2 separate regions of the Triticum aestivum genome follow, and region 2 is linked to region 1. A link is a contact called in public Hi-C data. All regions are on one chromosome and are shown on one strand. The core of a region is the stretch at or near the end of the contact, and the rest is flanking DNA. Distances in the headings are between cores, read along the strand shown.

Region 1 (4,925 bases), core at 1,795-4,294:
TATTCTTGCTTGTTATGCCTAGCTAGGGGCGTTAAACGATAGCGCTTGTTGGGAGGCAACCCAACTTTATTTTTATTCCTTTCTTTTTGCTCCTGTTTAGTAATAAATAATTTATCTAGCCTCTGTTTTGGTTTTGTTTTTTGAGCCAAGTAGAACCGTTGGGAAGACTTGGGGAAAGTTTTGTTGAACTTGCTGTAAAAAACAGAAACTTTAGCGCTCACGAGAACTGATTTAATTTTTATTTGGAGAGTTCTATTTAGTTAATTGTTTTTTAAGATGATTAATAGATAAATTCCTCACGTCCAGCAATTTATTTTAGAATTTTTGGGGTTCCAGATATTGCGCTAGCTACAGATTACTACAGACTGTTCTGTTTTTGACAGATTCTGTTTTTCGTGTGTTGTTTGCTTATTTTGATGAATCTATGGCTAGTAAAATAGTTTGTAAACCATAGAGAAGTTGGAATACTGTAGGTAGAACACCAATATAAATAAAGAATGAGTTCATTACAGTACCTTGAAGTGGTCTTTTATTTGCTTTCGCTAACGGAGCTCACGAGATTTTCTACTTTAAGTTTTGTGTTGTGAAGTTTCAAGTTTTGGGTAAAGATTTGATGGATTATGGAACAAGTAGTGGCAAGAGCCTAAGCTTGGGGATGCCCCGGAAGGCATACCCTCTTTCATCTACTTCTATCAGTAACTTTACTTGGAGCTATATTTTTATTTACCACATGATATGTGTTTTGCTTGGAGCGTCTTGTATGATTTGATTCTTTGCTTGTTTGTTTACCACAATCATCCTTGCTGTAGACACCTTTCGAGAGAGCCATACATGATTTGGAATTTGTTAGAATACTCTATGTGCTTCACTTATATCTTTTGGCCCTTTTCTTTTTCTTTTTGATGTATTGGTTTTTGCTCTGTTTTTTCTTTTTGGAGTGGTTCTGTGGCTTTGTCACCTGGGAAATCATCCTCATTTCCCCTCCCAAGTGGCTCATCATCCTAAAACTTTGCCAAGATCATGTCACTCCACTGGTTGACCAAACCCTAATTTCTTTTCTAGGGAGAATTCATTTTTCTATTAAAGGAATAATCCTATCTACCCTAGGTTGTGAAGCAACCTATATTTCGGTCCATCCAAAAATCCCCAAATAATTCTTATAAATTGTTTGGGTCATATCTTCCTTAAATATGGCAAAATATTTTATTAGCCATATTTTCCATCGTTCTCAATAAATTCATTTCCTATCCTGTCCTAAATGGCACATTGTGAAGCAAGTGCTATTTATCTTTACCCATTTAACCCCAAACTTTTTGTACATCTTATCCTATCCAAATAATTGACTTGTGCCAAAATTAAACTTTATTTTCCTAGCCAAACTTCCTCGGTGATTTTTCAAAGATCCTGTCTAAGGGAAGCCTTTGTGAAGGAAGTGCTAGCTAGGATTATCCAAATGAGTTGAAATTTTGCACACTCCTTAATGTGCTCATATAATTGCTCTACTCCAAATTTCAGCTCCATCCCTTGATCTATGTGAGCTCAACATCAAATCTTTGATACTGTCAATATTTTTCAGGTTGTGAAGCAAGTATATTTTATATTGCTTCATTTTGCCTGAAAATTTACCAGAGCATTCTCCTACCCAAATAACTTCTCTACACCAAATTTGGCACCAGTTCACCTAGCCAATATTTCTCTAAAATTCTTGCAAGATTCTGGCCAGTGAAGATAGTCGTGAAGGAAGTACCATTTTGGTAAATCTATTTGGTATGAAATTTTTACAGCGCCTTTATCTAGCCAAATCACTAAGCCCTGCCAAGTTTGACCTCAAGTGGTTACTCCATGTAAGTGCATCATCCAAATATTGATTCTGGACACATAATGTGAGTTACAAAGCAACTATGTTAGTTTGTGCTCCATTATGCCTCAAAACCTCCAGGATCATAGTCCTTCCTTAGTTAATCACCCCAGACAAACTCTTTGGCGCCAGTAAAATACCTGTTGATCACCAGTGTTCACCCAAGTTTACTGCAGTAAACTTCAGAGGGTGATTACCTTTTAACCATAGCTCTTTTAACTGATCTACCACCATAGTTGAGACCTACCCTGGATGAACTTACCCGTAGACAACATTTTACAGCCCATCTCCCCCACTACATGCCAGTGCACGCGGTGACCGCATTAATGGCAAGCCTGTGCGCGTGCTCTGCTACCGTTGGCCGCGTCCAGAATGGCTTCTTGCTCGGGCCCCTCCTCTGCTCGGCGTCTCAGCAAGCACGGGAATTTCCCCTAGCTTCCCCTCGTCGTCGCCGTTCTCCTGGACCCCTCTCCCCCTCGGTCTGCTTCCTCACCAACGCAAGTCGCCGCGCGCCCACGGGTGCACTGTGGCCGATCGAGCTTTTATGGCGCTCGGCTTCTTCCTCTACTTCTCCTTTGGCCTCCTCCTCCTTGTGAGCTCTCCTCTATGCCTCCCTCGTCGCCTGCCTCCGAGCTCGCAAGCGCGGGCACGCGTCCGCGGCGCCGAACACGCGTCTGCGGCGACGCTAGCGCGATACCTCGTCCCGCGGCTATATAAGCCAACTCCGAGCTCCCTCGACCACACCAGCAGCCTCACTCCTCTCTCCTAGTCCTCCTAGCCCCTTCCCTGAGCACCAGAACCCCTCCTCGACCTCCATTGGCACCATGGCCGTCGTTCGGCTCCGCTCAAATTCGAGCTGGGCAGTGCCCCTCACCCTCTCTTTACACCACCAGTAGACTCCTCCTCCACCTAGACTTCGCCCCCGTGCTCTCCCTCCCCTCCGGTGGCCTTCTGCCATGAGCTCGCTGCCGGCCAAAGATCGCCGTTCGCCGCGGCTGGCCGCCCGCTCAGCCGAGCCCTTCCCCGCGACTCTATCTTGCCTGGATGGATCCGCCCCATCGCGCTGATCACTCCGGTAGGTCGCACGCCGCGAGAGGTGGCCGGAGTCGTCGGGAATCCGCGTCAGGCCGCCAGTCTCGTCTGTGCATCGCGGGCGAGCGGGAGGAGGAAGAAGGAGCCAGGCCAGGCAGGCCCCATCTCCACGCGGCCCCACCTGTCGGCGGGTACACATTGACCCCGCCTGCCTAGCTGGATAAGTGACGGGCCCCACAGCCCGTGGGACCCGCCCGTCAGCGACCACGCGCCCGGTCCCGCCTCTGCCTAGTCAGATAAGTGGACACGTATCCTCTGGAATACGTTTTCCTATACAAAAAGCGTACTTTGGTTAACTGCGACTGAAAATACATTTCCCGTTTCTAGAAACGTATTTCAGCTGTAGGCGCTTTCAGTTTTTCTGTTTAAGCCCAGGCTGAAAAATATTTCTTTATAGATGGGTCCCTGGCACAAAAACAACTATATCTTTTTATTCCCAACTCCAAATGAGGTGAATCCAACGCCCACTTCTTCGTCTCGTCGAGTCCGTTCTGTTGGTATCATTTTCATTATGTTTCAACATTCTGAAATTGACCATTTTTCCCTTGCACTTAATCAGCCCCCTCTGAGAGAGAACGTTTTCCGGCAACTCTTTCCGCTAGCTTCTCGCACTTCTTCCCAGTGATTTCTTCCACCCCAGGCAAGCCACACCCTCCATTTGCATGATTGCAATGCAGTGACATGGTTTCTTTATTTAAACTTGTTTAAAATATTGTTCTAGCTACTTGTGATTTGTTCATGGCATATTTCAGAGTATTGTTTTGATCTTGCTATTGCCATGATATTGCTTGGAGTTCTAGGACATACATTTTGATGAGTATGTGGATGACATGTGCCTTTGGATTCTTAGTGGCTATTATGATTGTTTTCATGATGGTATCTGGTATTATTTTGAAGTATTACTTTGGATATCATGTTGCCTTTGGATTATTAGTGGCTAGAGTTATTTTCATCATGATGCTAGATGATATTATGTTTTGGAGTATGATGTTGGAGGTGATGCTTGCATGTGGATCATAGTTGGATAATTAGTTCTTGACATTTGAGTAGTAGTTTTATCGTTATTGGATTCATCATGATAGTAGTGTTATGTTGTTCTCGGAGTATTTTGGTATGATGATATTATGCTCAAATGATTTGTTGGATATTGCTATGACTTGGATTATAGTTTGATAGTTGATATCGGAGTAGCAGTTATCACAGTTATATTTTGGGGATAAATTTCGTCATTAAGTTGGTCAGGTGCCATCGAACCGGGCTTTTCCAATGCAACCACATTTGCCTTTATGGGAAGGCCCTAATGCGGTCTATTGTCGTGCCTCTCGCCGGTGCCTCCAACATAGGGAAGGTTATGGGCACGCGCTACCCTGATCAGGTAGGCGGACATGAACCTTGTGAGCCCGAGTTGTTTTGCGCGCTTTGTCCCTGTTTGGGACCGTTTTTGCCACGACGGTGGCCGTAACACCTTTGGTAGGCATGGGCCACCCAGGACTGAACCCAAAAGGGGTGTTGGTCGGAGTGGCCGGGAGAGTGTCATGGCAGTAGATCGGTTTTGTCAGAATGCCGTTGGTCCACCCGAATGGGAGTGCGAGGCCATGGGTTCCGTGGTGTGGGTAAAGTGTGCTACCTCTGCAGAGTATATTTAAATCTATCGTTAGCCATGTTCTCGGTCATGGGCATGGGTTCATACTAGGTCACACCGTTCGGTCAACACTCACATGACGGAATGACTTATAGGTGATATATTTATATGTTGATATGTTGAGCAGTACAGATTGGCAGGATGTTGATGATGATGTTGGAGACCAAGTGTTGGTCATGGTAGTAATAGCCGGAAAGATCACTGTTTGAGCCCAAGTGTTGGTCATGGTTGTGATCACCGGAAAGATCACCGTTTGGTTTGGATCACGAGGTGATCGAGATGGTATATTGCTTGGCCGGTTAGCCAAGAGTGATATGGTTATGGAGATCTGAG
Region 2 (4,925 bases), core at 1,581-4,080, 120 kb before region 1:
CATGCTCTCGGTTGGACACGTCAGCCATTTTCGCTAGAACTGGCGGGAGCACATCGTTCAAATGTCGGATTAATTTGCACAGAGTCACGTTATCCGTGATGACCACGAACGCTGGCCGGTGTCGAGGGGTGCGCACTCAAAGTTGACTAGACCACCAACACGAGGAGAGGCATGGACGTGGACGACCAGGCTGGGGTAGCCTCACACGATTTTGGCGCACGTGCGTCAATTTAAATATTCACTGCATTTCCGAAAATGGTTTCGAAGGGTTAAAATATGTGGCCTTAAATGTTGTTTGGAAATATGTTCAATCAATCGTGAATATGTTCATGCATTCCGGAAAATATTTGCAACACATTCAGAATGTTCTGTCTTCCAAGAACAAAGATGATAATCAAGTTTACGTGAAGTTTAAAATATTTTCCGGAATGTGACTAGACCACCATTCAGAATGTTCTGTCTTCCAAGAACACATTTCGAAAAAGTTTATGTGAACAAAGAAGAAGAAAACAAATAACTTGACATCTGATTGCTTGAAATATACCAAACCCATGAATTTACACATACCACGAGCCGACTTAGAAGGAAAATTACCAGAAGAATCGGGGTGTACAATCGTGCTGCAATGCTTGAATTTCTACAGCACATCCTTATACATTTCATACGAATTTTGTAATATAGTATTTGTGTTGTCAAGTAAATTAGAATCTATACTTACTTCCTTGGGTTTTGATGTCACAGTGTTGAGTCCATTGTTTACTTTTGCAAAGAGAGAAACACAATTTTCCTTTTTGATTTGTCATCATGTTTCACATTAATTTTGGAAAACAACTCGACTATAGTAATTTATCTAAAAAAAGAGCTCAAAGCAACAAGAAAAAACATAAACATCAAAGATTCCTGATAAACCTAGTGTCAAAAATGCTCTTGTATTATGGGACGGATGGAGTACCAAAGAACTATAAAATCATCACCTCTATCTCCACCTTTTTGCATTGCAATGTTCTTCCATGTCTTAGTAAAGAAGCTGAAAGAAAGGTCACAACGATGATGCAAGGGGAGTAACTCATTTTCAAGGGCCCATCAATATTTTTTTTCGAGCCATAAGCAGGCCCACATAGTATTCATATCTGAATCTAGCTTTGTCACATATGGAGCATTGGAGCCCATTAGCTTCTTGTGGTCCATGTGTTGTCCGGTATTATTCTTTTCGACGAGAAGGGACTACATGCCACCCCTTATCATGTTTACTCCTATATGCCTAAGAGAGACATCCCAACTAACTTATATCTAAACATTCAAGTATGCCATCTCACTATATAATTATAAATAGGATAAGATCCATATCAACATGCAATCATGCATGAAAAAAGACTCACCACAAATATTCAACCGTGCATGGAAAAATGTTTTCCATTTAAATATGATATTCAATAGATATTGTTACAACCATACATAATCAAATGCAATGAGTCATATGTACTCCCTCGGTCCCGTAATATAATAACGTTTTTGACACTAGTGTAGTGTCAAAAACTCTCTTGTATTCTCAAGATGATATGCCGTCTCAGCCTTTCGGAGGAGCTCATAGAGGTAGGATGTGCGTGTGTGCGTTCATAGGGGTGAATGTATGCGCGTATATATGAGCGCTTGCGTCTGTACTAAACTCTCTTATATTCTGGGATGGAGGGAGTAGTATTTTTAATTTTGATTCTCATGTTATCAGCCAAAAATTTTATCAGCCAATTACCACAGCAACGCGAGGGGTATCCTCTAGTTTATATAGATCTGTGTTAGTAATTATCCATTCACCTTTTAACCTACAAGGAATTGCTATAGTTGCCCTCTATGGTGGACATAGAGATGATTTGAGTGTGGCATATTTCAGGATAACTGTTTTTCAGTCTGCACAAACATGACAAAACTTAGCAGTATTGACAATTCAGTAGCTAGTTCGGCAAAAATCTCTCAAGCAAGCAATAGCTCACTCACTGATCTCACTTGTGAAAAAAGGGGCGACCTATTCACCAGATATCTGAAAACAAACACTCAGTTTCTTCTTCTTGCGCATGATGTTTTGCGTCCCAGGCCGCCGATTACCGCCAGCCGGATTACCACCCCAGTGGCGTAGCCAGGCCCTAGGCTACAGAGGCCATGGCATTGGGCGTGGCTGCTCGATCGATTGTTCGTTGACTGTAGCTAGAAAACACTATCTTGACACTGTTCAGTACTGTACACAGCTGTTGGCCCGCGGCGTGTTCCCAAGCTAGCTATGAACTGACGTGGGTGGATTTTTGGAACCCCGTGTATTGGAGGATCTTATTTTAAATACTTTAAAAATCACATTTGAAGTTCCAAAAAAATCCAAAAAGAATGCTACATGATCATATGGATGTATACTACATACGTATGTGTAAAGTTTGTCGATGAAATAAGTAAACATGTAAGCTATACAAAAATAATAAAAAGCACTATTCATCTTTCCAAAATCAGGATTTAGTCATTTTTATGTAACTCACATGGTTACTTATTTGCACATCAAAATTTGCACATGTTTAATATACATCCATATAAACATGTTGATTTATTTTCAGAAATTTTTTGGAACTTTAAAATAACAATTTTGCACTAATAAAAATATAGGATTTCAATGCACCCGTCCTCTAAAATGACTTTTTGACGCAAGTAAAATTTTCAGGTACCTCATGTTTAGCAAATGCGTGAAAAAAAAGACACTCGATGACCGCACACGACTGGCACGACTGACATTCTTGTACCCACACATCAAACCGTTGCGCAGTTGTACCTCTATATAAGCGTGATGGATCGTTCATCAGATAAGCAGCCACCAACCATTCATACGGTCGTGGTCACGGCCATGGCTTCCTCCTTCTCCAAACGCTCCCTATGCCTCCTCCTCCTCCTGGCCGTCTTCCTCCATGGCTCGTCCGGCACGTCCCGCTCGGCCACCGAGGACACTGACCCGATGACGTCGCGGACGATGGAGCAGCGATTCCGGCGATGGAAGGCGGAGCACAACCGGACCTATTCCACCCCGGAGGAAGAGCGCCACCGCCTCCGCGTCTACGCCGACAACATGCGCTACATCGAGGCCACCAACGACGACGCCGGCGCCGGGCTCACCTACGAGCTCGGCGAGACCGCCTACACCGACCTCACCAGCGACGAGTTCATGGCCATGTACACGTCGCGGGCGCCGCCCCTCTCGGACGACGACGACGCGACGATGATGATGATCACCACCCGCGCCGGCCCGATCGACGCCGGTGGCCGCCGGCAGCAGGTGTACGTGAACGAGTCGGCCGGCGCGCCGGCGAGCGTTGACTGGCGAAAGAGAGGCGCCGTCACGGCGGTGAAGAACCAAGGCCAGTGCGGTACGTTACGCTACGTGGATGGTGGGCCGTCGCCATCCACGTATCCATCGTTCATTTCTTCCCTTGGTCTCCAATTATTGTGTCCTCCTCCCTGTAAACACATGGCTGTCTGCGATCCACATGCTTGCATGTGCTCCTGCTGCCTGGCTAGCTGCTTCATCATTAGGGATTACACAATTGCTTACTTAACTGTCATACACACTGTTAATTGTCAACTGAGCATTATAGTATTAGACAGTTGGCCAATTTGCGGGGTCTCTTGTGGATGTATTCACACCTAATATGCAGAAAAAAAAAGAAGCATTTCCTTGTCGGTGGGGTCCAGGGTTTGAAATTTCAAAAAGAAAAGGTTTTTAGACCTTATCGAACTGACCGGTTTTTATTTTTGTTGGAAATGATTCGAATAACATCACCATATTTTAAGGGTTTTTTAATGAAAAGTTGAATCCATTTGAAATACACTTATAATTTTAAAATATATATTACGGTGACCATCAATTTTTTTTGTCAAAGTTTGAACCTTGTGATGGTCGATCATATGATTTGAGGGACAATATAAGCGGCTATCAAATTTTATCTCATAGTTCTTGTGTGTGTTATAAATTCATTATCTTTGACAGGATCGTGTTGGGCATTCTCCACCGTAGCGGTGGTCGAAGGAATCTACCAAATCCAGACTGGGAAACTTGCCTCGCTCTCAGAGCAAGAGCTGGTGGACTGCGACAAGTTGGACCATGGTTGCAATGGTGGAGTGAGCTATCGTGCGCTGCAGTGGATCACCTCCAACGGCGGCATCACCTCCCAGGAAGACTATCCATACACGGCAAAGGACGACACTTGTGACACCACAAAGCTTTCGCACCATGCCGCTTCCATCTCAGGCTTCCAACGTGTGGCAACGAGGAGCGAGCTATCGTTGACAAACGCGGTGGTCATGCAGCCCGTGGCGGTGTCGATCGAGGCTGGCGGAGCCAACTTCCAGCACTACCGGAATGGCGTGTACAATGGTCCATGTGGGACGCGGCTGAACCATGGCGTCACGGTGGTAGGGTATGGGGAGGACGAGGTGACTGGGGAGAGTTACTGGATCGTGAAGAACTCATGGGGTGAGAAGTGGGGGGATAGTGGGTACCTCAGAATGAAGAAGGGCATCATAGACAAGCCCGAGGGGATCTGCGGCATTGCCATCCGGCCATCTTTCCCGTTCATGTGATGTGATCATGTGTGGTGTGGTGGGTTCATTGTTCTTTCCCTAGCAGGGGCCAAAGCTTAGCCAACTTGTTGTTACAAGTACGATACTTGTAAGGTAGTTAATACGTGCTTGTAAAAATGGGAGTATATTCAAACATTTGTGAATAATAAACATGGGAATTGCTTGAATTGTTCATGTGGATTCAGCACTTTTATGATTTTTCTATGAGCTTTTAGGCTTTTTGGTGGATTTGGTTGTCCAATAGGTCAAGTCACTTTTTGTGTGGGCCTGACTGGTGCAAACTTTATGGAATTTAGAAGCTACATGTGGTACAGCGA

Evidence for each region. Hi-C and Micro-C count contacts between places; a contact is called where the count stands out from the background.
Region 2: a contact with region 1 is called in a Hi-C map of leaf, with 3 times the contacts expected there. The contact joins the promoter of LOC123104840 here to the enhancer-like site in region 1. A contact is called at or near these places in 4 of 5 Hi-C or Micro-C datasets (leaf and an unstated tissue) and 1 of 1 datasets of contacts at active chromatin or transcription factors (leaf).

The regions. Positions count from the first base shown.
Region 1 is chr5A:567,527,745-567,532,669 of IWGSC CS RefSeq v2.1, reverse strand. No RefSeq gene overlaps it. Among protein-coding and RNA genes, the nearest start is that of LOC123104838, 21 kb to the right of the region's middle. Within about 2 kb of position 3,044, at least 7 of the 8 cell types and tissues checked have an H3K27ac peak or open chromatin away from gene starts, as enhancers often do. A contact at or near this core is called in leaf, where this site is marked.
Region 2 is chr5A:567,651,857-567,656,781 of IWGSC CS RefSeq v2.1, reverse strand. LOC123104840 (ervatamin-B) reads left to right here and starts at 2,830. Exons shown (of 2, transcript XM_044526748.1): 1 at 2,830-3,395; 2 at 4,016-4,775. The coding sequence starts at 2,879. The coding sequence ends at 4,608.